4 separate regions of the Mus musculus genome follow, and regions 2, 3 and 4 are each linked to region 1. The links are chromatin contacts, called in public HiChIP or PLAC-seq and promoter capture Hi-C maps. All regions are on one chromosome and are shown on one strand. The core of a region is the stretch at or near the end of the contact, and the rest is flanking DNA. Distances in the headings are between cores, read along the strand shown.

Region 1 (2,898 bases), core at 272-2,771:
AGCAGGACACAGAGGCAAAAGTGAGTTTTCTGCTCCCCTACTCGTGCGTGCAGAGCGAGCAGGAGCACGAGGATAAGCAGTAGGAAAAGGGTGTGGAAATTCGCTTCACGCCTTAAACTTTTTTCCCTGCCTGCCCCCACTAGGAAAGCCTTCCAGCTTGGATGATGCAGCCCGGCTCCCAGCCTGGCTAGAACGTCATGTGCTGAGCAGCGACCCCAAAATGAACAAGTGTTCTGCTGTCCCTGTGGCCTCAGTCTCCCTAGCTCCCTGGTTCCCTTCACATGACCCCAGGGCTAAAAGGGAGCTCCTCCAGTCTCGGGAATTTGTCTAGAGATTTCTCCACATCAGCCCATGTTTACACTCACGAATTCAAGCATCCATCCTTTCCCCAGAAAAGAAAAAGTCACTCTCCGACCTGGATGCGGGAGAGAGTGACCAGATTCCTCACCCAGACAGCTTTTAAGACACACTTTCCTCTTAGCCCTCCAGACAGCCTCAGTACTGGGGTCTTCAGTAAACAGATGCACACGCCATCTTATAACAAAACTCGGCTAACCTGTTGGGGGCGTGAAGTGGGCAGGACAAACCCCTCTCTAAAAGTCCGGGGATTCTGATTCTCCTTCTGGACCCTGAGAAACTATCTGTCCCTCGCCCCTCTCCTCACCCCCCCCCCCACCACCCCCCGCCTCCCATTACCGTTACCCTCGGCTGTCAGGAGACTAGCGATCTGTGCCAGATGGGTACTCACACTGCTGTTGTGTCCCGACCAGTGCACCATGGCTTGGTTATGAGCCGAGTCCCCGGTCAGTGCAAAAGACGTGCTGGGCAGCCGGAGCTCCTCAGTGGACGCTCCTCCAGTCCGCGTCGCCCTCACCTCCTCTCGCGAACCCTTGGTGTGAGGACGGCTTCCTTTGGCACCATCTGCGAGAGCAGTAGCCCAAGAGTCCCCGCGCTCCAGGGGGCTTGGGGGCTGCGCCCGGCGAGTCCTCCTCGCACTGCCCGCCTGGCTAGGAGATGGAATGCCCGGGACCCACCTAGCGCCTTCAGGCGACATTCCCGCAGCTTCAGTCCGTATCTCCCCGCGGCTCGCCTGGGATAGTGGCTCTAGCCTGGACCGGCGTCTCGGTGCAGCGGCTCTCCGTGCAGATGCCAGCTCCTCAGGCCACCGGTTCTCCGCTGCCCGTGGCAAGAGAGGAGGCAACACTGGTGGTCGTGAAGCCGGGGACACCAGGCGCCCCGGACCTCCTGTCGCGCCCCAAGTGATCTCGGCGCCGGCCAGGACCCATGTTGACAAGAGCAGCAGCCCAGTCCGGGCGAGGGGTGCCCCGGGCCAGCCTGCGGGGCGCTCAGTGCCTGCCGCCTCCATCCCGCTGCGGCTACCACGGCTCGGGCTGCCGAGTGTGTGGCGCCCGCCGAGGTGCGGGTCCGATGGAGGGGGGGTGGGGGGTGCTGGAGGGATGCGCGCGCCGGCAAGCAAGCTAGCGAGTGTGTCAGGGGAATGAGGAGGGGGCGGCCGGGAAGGAGGTGGTTCGCCTGTCCCTTACACTCTTCCCCTCTGGATCGCTTGCTCCCAGGTCCAGAGGGTGATTCCAAAACCCAAAGGCAGTTTATTAAATGCTCTCTCGATGCTCTGGCCGGTTTGATGCTGTTGTTAAAATGCCCCCCCTCCCAATCTTTTCCACCGACCTCTTTTAAAAAATTTGTGAAAAGGAGTGTTCAGAGGGAATAGGGAAATCCTCTTAAAATGGGCAACGCTAGCTGGATCTTGGAGGAGGGGGGGGGGGGGCTCACAGCAGACCCTTATCCGGAGTCTTTCGGAAATCCAACCACCAGCCAGCCAGCTTCGGGCGCGGAGTTGGGAAGCCGCTCCTGGCTGCGTTTGGGGATTCACTCTTCGGTCTGTTCTTGGGAGCGGGAGACGGCGTGCGGGAAGTATAGGGTCTCCGGGAGGAGAAGGAGGAGTAAATTATCTCCACTGCCAACTGTTCTCGATCTGGAGACCAGGGCCAGGCGGGAGCTACCGCTCTGAAGCCAAGCGCGGGATGGACCCACGACTCTGCTCTGGGCTCCCCGCCCCCGGAGGCCTGCGCCCCCTCCCGGTGCGGGGGCGCGGGGAGTGCGTGCGTGCGCGTGCGTGCGCGCAGGCGAGAGAGGGAGAGAGGGAGACCAGGGTGTTCCAGGGCTGGAGGGAGGGCGCCTGGGGGGTCGGTACCTGGTTGAGCTGGGGGGGGGGGGTGTTGCTGGGTGTGCGGGGGCGCGCGGCTCCCTGCGTGCGCGTTTACACTGGCTTGTGTGAGTGAGAGCGGCGGGGCGGGGCGGGGCGGAGTGCGAGGTGCGCTCCGGCCGTGGGTGCTCGAGAATCACGCATAGGCTGTTTGCACATCCAGAAGCCTGTGAGTGGTCAGAGGCAATGTGGAGAACAAGGGTAGCACCCCTCTTCATGAGGCACGGTCCTCCAGCACCTGTGGGCGTCATCAGATTAAGCCGCCTGGAGGTCTGGAAAGCGAGCCTGAAAGCCGCCGGGCAAAGCAAAGGCTGATATTCTGGGGACCCTACACTAGATGTGGGAGGACAGTAGTAGATCCAGGTCCTGTTTTCCTGCCAGGGACTGCTAGGTCTTGCCCTTCTGACCCCCAGACGCGCTTTTGAGCAGGGCCACTTGTTTCAAAGTGTCTGCCACTATTTGGAAGGTCCCCTGCCCAAAGCAGCAAGCATTTATCAGGTCCCCTGTCCCCCGTGGCAGGAGGGTATGCGCGCCTGATGCGACTGGGACTCTTCCAGACCTCAGGAAGACAGAGACTTTGGTGAGGTGGAGAGAGGGGTGCTAAGCTTGAGGGCTGGCTGGAGACGTGGCTTACAACCTTTAGGACAGGTGGCCTCCAGGAAACACCGGAAAAG
Region 2 (2,898 bases), core at 119-2,618, 1.7 Mb before region 1:
ATCTGATCTAGATTCTAGAATAAAAAAGATCAATGCATACCAAAGATGGTCAGGTGGAAAGAAATTGATAAACTGAGGAGTAAAATCAATTAAAAAATAAAGATAACAACACAGAGAATTCATGGCACAAAAAGTTGGTTCTTTGAGAAAATGAACAACATAGACAAACCCCTATCCAAGCTTTAAAACACACAGAGGGAATATCTAAATTAAGAAAATTAAAAACTAAAAGGCAGGGCATACCATGAAACACAAAGGAAATCTAGAGAATCTTAAAGACATACTTTAAAAATGTGTACTCCACCAAATTGGAAAATCTAAATAAATGGATACTTCTCTTGATAGTTACCACTTACCAAAGGGATATGATAAAATGGTTACTGTAAGTTGCTATTCAGTAATAACCCCTGATGTAGGCAAAGCCTTCCTCACCTTCAGCTGGGTTTCAGACTCTCTCTAAGGCTGGGAAGGGTAAGGGTGGCACTATGGGCTCCATTCAGAGGCTACCATTATGGGGAACTGATTTCAGACGTGTGTGATCCCAGTGGAGGTGTTTATTTAAAGACACACACTTTAAACATATTCGTGTTAAAGACATGTGACTGGCAATTAAACAGCAAATAGTTTAATTTGAACGTTTTAAAATGTGTTTTGAAGATCTTTAATGTTCACTTTGTGGATACATTAATAAACGAGATACCTTATGTATCAATATAAGGAACTAATCTCTTACCAACTAATTGGTAGCTACTGCCAATCCATACTCTCTTTCTCTCTTTCTTCTTTTGTACCATATAATTTACTTCCTATTGGTAGTCATCAGAAAACTCACAAAGGAGAGCCAGAGATGCTGGGCTGTAGACTATGTAGTGATAAGAAGCACAAGGCGAAAGTTGACTGGTGGGCAATCCTGATCAGCCACTGGAAAGGAAATTCATACTGATGGTGACATAGTCTCTGGTTACACCTTTCAGATTACATGGTAGCTTAGCAATTCCTCGTAGTGGTCATGTTTATAAACTTCTAGCATCATCCTCTTCCAGTCACTCGAAGATCTGTAATTGAGTGCCTGCAATGTGGCAATAGTAATCCTTTATTTTCAAAAATCTTATCACACCACAGGTGGGTACTTTGCCCTGAGCCTGGAAGCTAAGTTTTTATGCATGAGTCTGCTTTCTTCTACCCCTGTTCTTATCCTCTCTCCTTTGTCCGTTCAACAAGTATGTTTCTTTAAAGACACTCTGTAGCTGAGCAGATAAAACTGGATTTCTCTGAGCTGAAAATAGTCTCCCTTCTATGGAAACACGCTCTGTGCTGCAGTGAGCAGATGAGACGCATGAGCGGATGGACTGCTTTGTCCTGAAGTAGCAGCAGCCGCAGAGCTTCGCTGCAAGGAACTAGCTCTTTTTGCACACATGGTGATAGTAGCTCCTCTTTGTTCAGCCTTTTCTGTCTCCTGTAGTATCATCTGCAGTAAATGGCTTCCCAAAGCCAGGTTGCCTCTGTCAACTGACTCCTAGTCCCTACCCCACAGATTTCAGTAAGCACGCACCTTTTTCCAGTTCCCCCAGAACAGGCTTGTGTGGCAGAACTAGCGAAGGACTTTCCTATGGGTAGGCTGGCAGCCAGTACTAATAACAGGTAAGAAATCTCAGTTTTAATGTGTGGTATATGTTTTTTTTGAAAAAAATCAGAAAGCATCATTGGAAACAGAGGAATTTCTTCATGAAATAACTGCCCTTTCTTTTCTTTTTCTTTTAATTTTAGTTTTTGAGATTTTAATATAATTATAACCTTTCTCCTTCCTCTTTCCTTTCCCAAGCCCCCTCATATATCCCTCTTTGCCCTCCTTCAGATTCATGACTTCTTTTTTTTTCAATAATTGTTATAATATATTCTAAATACACATATATATGTATTTCATATATATATTCCTAAATATAACCCATATAGTTTATACAGCTCATACAATGTTACTTGAGTTAGCCTTTCTTAAAATGAGGGCTCTTGTAATCCAACATCAAATTTAATTCCCAAGTCACCTGAAAATGATAAGTAATCAAAATTAATTCCATTTTTTAGAATATTTATTAAAATATTAGAAACAAGCAACCCCCAAAATTCTATCAGAGAACATCTATAGCTGATAAACAGATTCTGCAAAGTGACTGTCCATAAAATTAACTCAAATAATTCAGTAGCCTTCCTTTATACAAATGATAAATGGACAGAGAAAGAAAATACAGAAGCAACACCCTTCAAAATATTCAAAAATAATAAAAAAAAATCTTAGAGTAACTCTAACCAAACAAGAGAAAGATCTGTATGACAAGAGAATAAGAAAATATATGCAAAAGAAACCTATGCATCTAAGAATATCATTATATAATTCTGTCTTAAGTGACATTGAAAAAATTTTAAATATTCTTAATAGTAACAAAGCAATATAAAGACTAACGTGGGAATCTTGAGCTATCAAGAACACTTTATGCTGACTTGAAAAGAACACACAAGAATGAATTTATGCTTTAAAGTCATGCTTTTTAAAAATGTTTATTTGTATTTTATGTACATGAGGTTTATCTACATGTATGTTTATGTTCCACATGCCTACTATATTCTCAGAGGCAAAAGAGAGCATCGGATACCCTGATCCTACTATTATAGATGTTTGTGAACTGCCTTGTACATGACAGATCCTCTGCAGTAGCAGCGAGTGCTCTTAACTATTGAGTCATATCTCTACCTTCTAAAACTATTATAGAAAGCTATATTTTCTAAATTCCACTTTGCAACTGTTTTGTCAATGATTTATAGCCCATTATTCATATCAGAGACTTACAATGACTAATTGTGTTTTTAGTACTTCTTAACAAGTCAGCATGAATTAGAAAAAAC
Region 3 (2,898 bases), core at 178-2,677, 1.4 Mb before region 1:
ATTATTGACAGGTGTTACTATAACTTTAAGTTGTGTAGAAGAGAAGATCCGAGCAATAACAGGAACCACTGTTGTTATTCTCAAAGAAAGTTTGTGAGTGATGAAGACTCAGGTAAGAAGTTTAAATGTCTTATTTACATTATTTTGTTAAATCCTGGCAAATTTGTGAGATGAAGCTTAACATTATGGTGCAAATTTAGCATAGGAAAAATGAAATTACTGGTTTAATATTATATTATTATTAAGACATGATATCTTAGAAAAAAATATAATTCATTTGGTGAGGAATAATTTTCATTCTCTGTGGGAAGCCATTCCGGACTCCCTGGCCAGCCAGATGGAAATCTAGTCCAGGCAGTAAATAAGCCCATATTTGGTAGATGGCCCGCCCTTAATCCCTGATTGGCTGAGCAAGCCTGCCTGGTGAGGTGATGTGACCTGTGGTGATTGGTGGGGGCGTGGTTGTGGCTGGAGTGGGAAAAAAACACTTGTAACCAGAGAGGCAGGGGATTTGAAGAGAGAAGCTGCCTGAGTAAACTGCTTTAAGAAGAACCAGTGGTTGTGTTTTCCTTGCTGGTCGAGTTGGACACGCAACAATTCTCTTTCAAAGATTCGTTTTCTTCCCATGTTTTATGTGTATGAGCATTCACCCTGCATGCAAGGCAGGTGCCCAAACAGGCTAGGAGATGACGAAGGATCCCTTGGAACTGGAGTTAATAAGGCTGTGGGTACCATGTAAGTGAAAGGCACAGAACCAGAGGTCTCTATAAGCAAATTTTCTTACCTAGTAATTCATCTCTCCAGCTCAGAAGTAAATTTCTCAAAATCTTAAGTCTTGAAATACATAAAAATACACAAAGACCCCCAACAGAGGCCCAAACAACAGATTTTTACAAACATCCAACAGTGGTCCTATAAAGAATGCTTGAAGCTCAATAAGCCCTATCCATTAGGCCTGTGTTCACCTTTCAGCTGAACCAAACACTTTTGTGTGAAGACAAAAGGGCCATTTAAAGACAGTAAAATGCTTAGCTACAAAGCACATGGACGCGGAGAGCCAGGAAAGGAAGGATGCCTTTTGGACAAGTTTAACACCCGAGCCATACTGCTGCTACACAGACCTGTCTTCTGTTTTCTGAATGTCTCCTCTTTGGCTGTTGAACTCTAGGGCTGACTTCACCACATGAAAACTCACTCTAATCCCCCCTGGAATCTAAATTAATTCCTTCTCCTTCCCCAGAACCTTGTTTTATGGTCTCCAAAGGTCTAGAGATTTGATCCTTCCATGACTTATTTCCTGTCTTAGACCTTGCCTCCTTGCAGCCCAATCGCCACACTTCTCGGTGGAACTAAAGGATTTGGAATTAGGCTGTGAGAAGAAGCATGCCATAAAGCTACCAGCTTAATTAAGTCATTACTGTTTTTAGAGTTTTTTAAATACAGGCAATTTGAATGTATAATTGAGCACAGCCTCATCCTGTGATTTCTTTGGTCTGCTCAGAAGCAAATTTTGAATGGAAACGGCAGGGCTAGCATCCGATGCAAAGCACACGTTCCTTGTTTCCCTTGCAGCTCAGACAGGGGTTTATGAACCATTTCTTGGTTCGTCCAGGGCTAAGGGAGCAAGATGACAAGCTCAGAGGCCAGCCCCAGGAGTAGTGTTTTCTTGACTGTTAGCTTCTCCCTGATGGTTCTAGGAATCACAACTAACTTATGCTTCAGTAGAGCTGCCTACGGAATATGCCGTGGGAGTGTTCTCTTTGGAAAAAAAAAAAAATTCTGAACTGAGCCCTGAGGTCAGTTAGGAAACCAAAGCGAAATATTACAACTCAATGCTCTTCAAGTCTGAGTGGCAGAGGATAAGGTCAATTTAGATCTCCCTTTGGGAAAGACATACATATGGAAAAAGTAGAAAAAGCCACTAACCGAGCGTCACTAGGTTAGCCACTTGCCTGTCTGTGGTTTAAGTACAACCCAATCACTTGGCAGACTAGGTCATTTTACTAGGTGCTTCTTCAAGAGTGTCACGTTTTTGTTTTCGAAGTAATTCAGCCGATTAGTTTATAAGTCAGATGAACTGTCGTTGTCACTGCCCAATCCACAGGTAAATATGCAGACAGACAGAGAATAGCCAACCATTAAAGGAGAAAGGAGTGTGAGTCCTTATATGAGTCCTTCCATCTGTGGGCAATTGCATGTACTCCCTTTAAGACCAGTTCGGAATGAATGAGTTGATGTGGGCTGGCAGAAATGGAGTTGAGCTTGACATGAATGAGATCAATGCCAGCCTCTCAGTGAAGAGATAAACCCCAGAAAAAAAGAATATACACACTTAAAACTTACACACACGTGTTATAATGTTTCCATATAAATGACTATGTAGACTTTTATGTGAGTAGAATCTGAGTTTTCTAATACCAGTCTCTGTCAACTAGTATTTCAATTTTACTTGCATTCAAAGCTGGGACTGTATCTGTTCTCAAATTGTAGCATCCCAGGGAATGTTTCTGTAAACTCCCAACCATATGAACATGATCTCTTTCCTCCTAAATGTTGCTTGATTAAATCTTACTTTATGTTAATTTCGTGTGAGAACTTAGATTTCTTAAAATAAAACATACACCATTGCCATTGAGTACATTTTTTAAACAGATTCTCTGAGGGAAAAAATGTAGAGTTCTTCTAATGAGCTTAAATTCTTGAATTAAAAGAAAACTAAGATGAATGCACAGACTTCCAAGTAAATACTGAGTTCTGCATTATGCAGAGATAATTATATGAGAAAGATGTAGTTGTGGCAGCAAGAATAGATGCCAAATGCATGCGTTAAGTTTGAATTCTAAATAATGTTTCCCTGGAATATATTTACATACAGTAGGAAAGTTCTTGGTAGATTGC
Region 4 (2,898 bases), core at 113-2,612, 1.3 Mb before region 1:
TGACACTGATCAGGAAAGGTTGAACATAGCAGAATATGTCTAATTCCTGAAATCATAGAGTGAGTACCTTTTTATATTCCATTTTAAACACTGTTAATTTCAAGCCAGATACTAGATACCCTGTACTTGTGGAAGCAAAATAAGTTTGTAACTACACTAAATGAGACAAGGGTATCAGTCTCTCTATCAGATTGAATAAGAAAAAAATGATTTTTAAGTATTGGAAGGCTCTCTTAATAGATAAGAGCTGGGTGACTCAGTCTACGTTTTCCTACTATAATAGAATCTCACAGGCTGTCTTATTTATAAAGAAAATAAACAGGTTTCTCACAGTTTTGAGAGCTAAGAAGTCCTTTGTCGAATTTTCAGGCTCCAAACCCTTTTCAGATGCTATGAGAGAGGACATCAGTAAGGATAGAATGAGATGACCTTGTTCTAGTTTCTCTTTGACTTATATAACACCACTAATCTTATCATAGAGGTTCTATACCTCATTTAACTCTAAGTACCTCCCAGAGGCCCCACCTCCAGGTGCCATCAATATGAGTTTTAGGAGTAAGTTTCTAGTTCATGACTTTGTGGGAATGTACTTGAAAGACTGTATTAGAAATCAGGAACGTATATTCTAATTCCGTTTACTCAGCAGCTCCCAGCTCCCGAACTTCCCTATTCTATAGAGTTAGTGGAAGACTCACCCAGGTAAAATTTCCATGCAGGACCACTGCAAGGATCAAATGTGGCTATGTCAACTCACTTTGCTGTTTAGCTAATGCAAGGGAAAGGATCGAAAGCTGTTCTGATAGATTGAGGCGCTCATTTCACGGTCCTCCAGAGGGAGCCATATCCAGAAGGTGATTAACAGACATCTACAATATTGGCTTGTTAATGAATTATCACTAATGAGAAGTCAGATAATTAAATGGCTTGTTAGCATCATTCTGGTGCTGACTTCAAACTGGCATCTAAAAGATATATCAAACCCCTTGAATTTCTGTAGTCTTTTATTATTTTTCTTAATCTTCCTGCACACTCCTGCAAACGTGATTCATTTCTAATTGCACAGTTACAGGCTCATAAGCCTTTGCTAAATACCCATCTGTGTGAACAAATGAAGGGACGTGTGAATGTGTGAATAAATTATTGATAAACTGTGAACTGATGAATCTGATTTGAAAGCCGTGAACAGTTCATGGCGAACTGCTCTTTCCAATAGGTTCTGTACAGAGGAGACACTGGTCCATAAAATTGGAAGAAAGAGGAGATGCAATGCCTTCTTCATCACACAGTTGGGAGGAGAATCACTGATTCTAAACGAAGCTAATCTGTGCGACATTGACCTGGCCCGGCTAAAAGGAAAGATGCTTTTTACAAAGTACTCCTCACTCCCTCTGCTGGCCAACTGGAGGATACCATACATAAATAAAGTTGCCATTCCCAATGGAGTGAAAAAAACTCATTGGGAGAGGATTGTGCCTACCCTGGCAGAGAATGATGCATCAGGGTGGGGAAACACAGGGGGGTACCCACCCCGTCAGAGGAGATGGGGATGGGGGATGTAGGGACCGGCTCTGTGAGGGGGGGACCAGGAGGGATACAGTGTTTGATGTAAGTAAATATTTAAATAAATGACATTTGAGATTCAAAATATATTTCGTTGCGAACAACTCCCTTATGATTGGAACAATTAAGCTCCAGAGATAATAATATGATAAGAACAAAAATATGCTAAGAAATATGTTCCATACAAGACTTTAACTTTTTTTTTTTTCTTTGACAAGGTTTCTCTGTATAGCTCTGGCTGTCCTGGACCTCACTTTGTAGACCAGGCTGTCCTGGAACTCAGAAATCTGCCTGCCTCTGCCTCCCGAGTGCTGGGATTAAAAGCAGGCACCACCACACCCGGCAAGACTTTAACTTTTGCATACATTTTTTTTCTGCTGAGCATTTTTTTCCTATGGCTGGCAAAGGGATCACAATGATATGGAGTTGAGTTTCCAGTCACATAACAAAAATAATTAAAATGCCTCATTAAGTGACGTTAGCCTATTGCTTAAAAAAGTTTATTTCAATTTTAATGTGAAGATTTAGTAATAAATACATCTTAGAAAATCCAGTAAGATCATATAAATTCAAAAGCCATAGTACAGAAAAATAATGGGGCTTTGCGATTAAGGCTGGCGTTTAATACAGGCAAGGTATTTTTCTTCTCTTGTTTTGTTATATAAGATAGCTTGGCCTCAAACTTGCTGTATGTCTGAAAATGACCTTTGATTTATGATCGTCCTACCTCAAATTCTCAAGTACAGGGATTGCAAACGTGTGGTTTTGTGAAGGGGGATCTTGAAGAGCAGACTTCAAATTCTAGTGTGTCTTAAAATTGCTGCTTCAATCAGAATTCCTCCAAGTCCTCAAAGCTTCTGTTGGAACAGTTCCTGGGTGGACCCCAGGGAGGAGAAACACTACTGGTTGTGTTTTGTTTTCCATCAGCTTTTTCTGTGAGCTTCAATATGCAAAGTGCTTTGGCAGGAGCTAGTAGAATCGTGGTAATATAATTTTCATTCAGAAATGTTCTATTTTATAAATATTTTGAGGGGAGAATATGCAGCTCAGGAGATGATGGAGATGATGAACAGATAATAGATCTGAGGATCAAGCAGAAGTGACTTTGAATCATCTTCAGTCCCTTGCATGTAGCGACTATATTAGTCACAGCTTCGGCAGAAGCAATGGGAAGACAGAGAGATAGATGAAGGTGATGATGCAGATTAAGAAAGTATAGAAAGATACACAGACATGCATTTCCATAATGATTTGCCCTTTAGGCCATTGTGAGAGCTGAAAAACTATTGTGTCTAAGTCTAGCGCTGTTGATTGAGGTCTACAAGACTAACAGTGAGC

Evidence for each region. Promoter capture Hi-C pulls out the DNA fragments that hold promoters and counts their contacts. HiChIP or PLAC-seq counts read pairs in DNA pulled down with a chosen protein or histone mark.
Region 2: an H3K4me3 HiChIP or PLAC-seq map of forebrain shows a contact between it and region 1, with 11 times the contacts expected there. The contact joins the enhancer-like site here to the promoter of Sorcs3 in region 1. A contact is called at or near these places in 2 of 39 promoter capture datasets (hippocampal neurons and liver), 2 of 115 datasets of contacts at active chromatin or transcription factors (embryonic forebrain and forebrain) and 1 of 9 other capture datasets (embryonic stem cells).
Region 3: a contact with region 1 is called in a promoter capture Hi-C map of hippocampal neurons, with 13 times the contacts expected there. The contact joins the enhancer-like site here to the promoter of Sorcs3 in region 1. A contact is called at or near these places in 3 of 39 promoter capture datasets (the 3T3-L1 cell line, cranial neural crest and hippocampal neurons) and 5 of 115 datasets of contacts at active chromatin or transcription factors (embryonic forebrain, embryonic hindbrain, embryonic limb bud and 2 more).
Region 4: a contact with region 1 is called in a promoter capture Hi-C map of hippocampal neurons, with 32 times the contacts expected there. The contact joins the enhancer-like site here to the promoter of Sorcs3 in region 1. A contact is called at or near these places in 5 of 39 promoter capture datasets (the 3T3-L1 cell line, cranial neural crest, frontonasal cranial neural crest and 2 more), 1 of 484 Hi-C or Micro-C datasets (cerebral cortex), 6 of 115 datasets of contacts at active chromatin or transcription factors (embryonic forebrain, embryonic hindbrain, embryonic limb bud and 3 more) and 1 of 9 other capture datasets (embryonic stem cells).

Annotation. Positions count from the first base shown.
Region 1 is chr19:48,204,648-48,207,545 of GRCm38.p6, reverse strand. It overlaps Sorcs3 (sortilin-related VPS10 domain containing receptor 3), which reads right to left and starts at 1,521. Exons shown (of 27, transcript NM_025696.3): 1 at 749-1,521. The coding sequence starts at 1,366.
Region 2 is chr19:49,859,436-49,862,333 of GRCm38.p6, reverse strand. No RefSeq gene overlaps it. Among named protein-coding and RNA genes, the nearest start is that of Gm26629, 820 kb to the left of the region's middle. Within about 2 kb of position 1,368, at least 13 of the 459 cell types and tissues checked have an H3K27ac peak or open chromatin away from gene starts, as enhancers often do. A contact at or near this core is called in forebrain and hippocampal neurons, where this site is marked.
Region 3 is chr19:49,563,705-49,566,602 of GRCm38.p6, reverse strand. No RefSeq gene overlaps it. Among named protein-coding and RNA genes, the nearest start is that of Gm26629, 1.1 Mb to the left of the region's middle. Within about 2 kb of position 1,427, at least 6 of the 459 cell types and tissues checked have an H3K27ac peak or open chromatin away from gene starts, as enhancers often do. A contact at or near this core is called in hippocampal neurons, where this site is marked.
Region 4 is chr19:49,538,150-49,541,047 of GRCm38.p6, reverse strand. No RefSeq gene overlaps it. Among named protein-coding and RNA genes, the nearest start is that of Gm26629, 1.1 Mb to the left of the region's middle. Within about 2 kb of position 1,362, at least 1 of the 459 cell types and tissues checked has an H3K27ac peak or open chromatin away from gene starts, as enhancers often do. A contact at or near this core is called in hippocampal neurons, where this site is marked.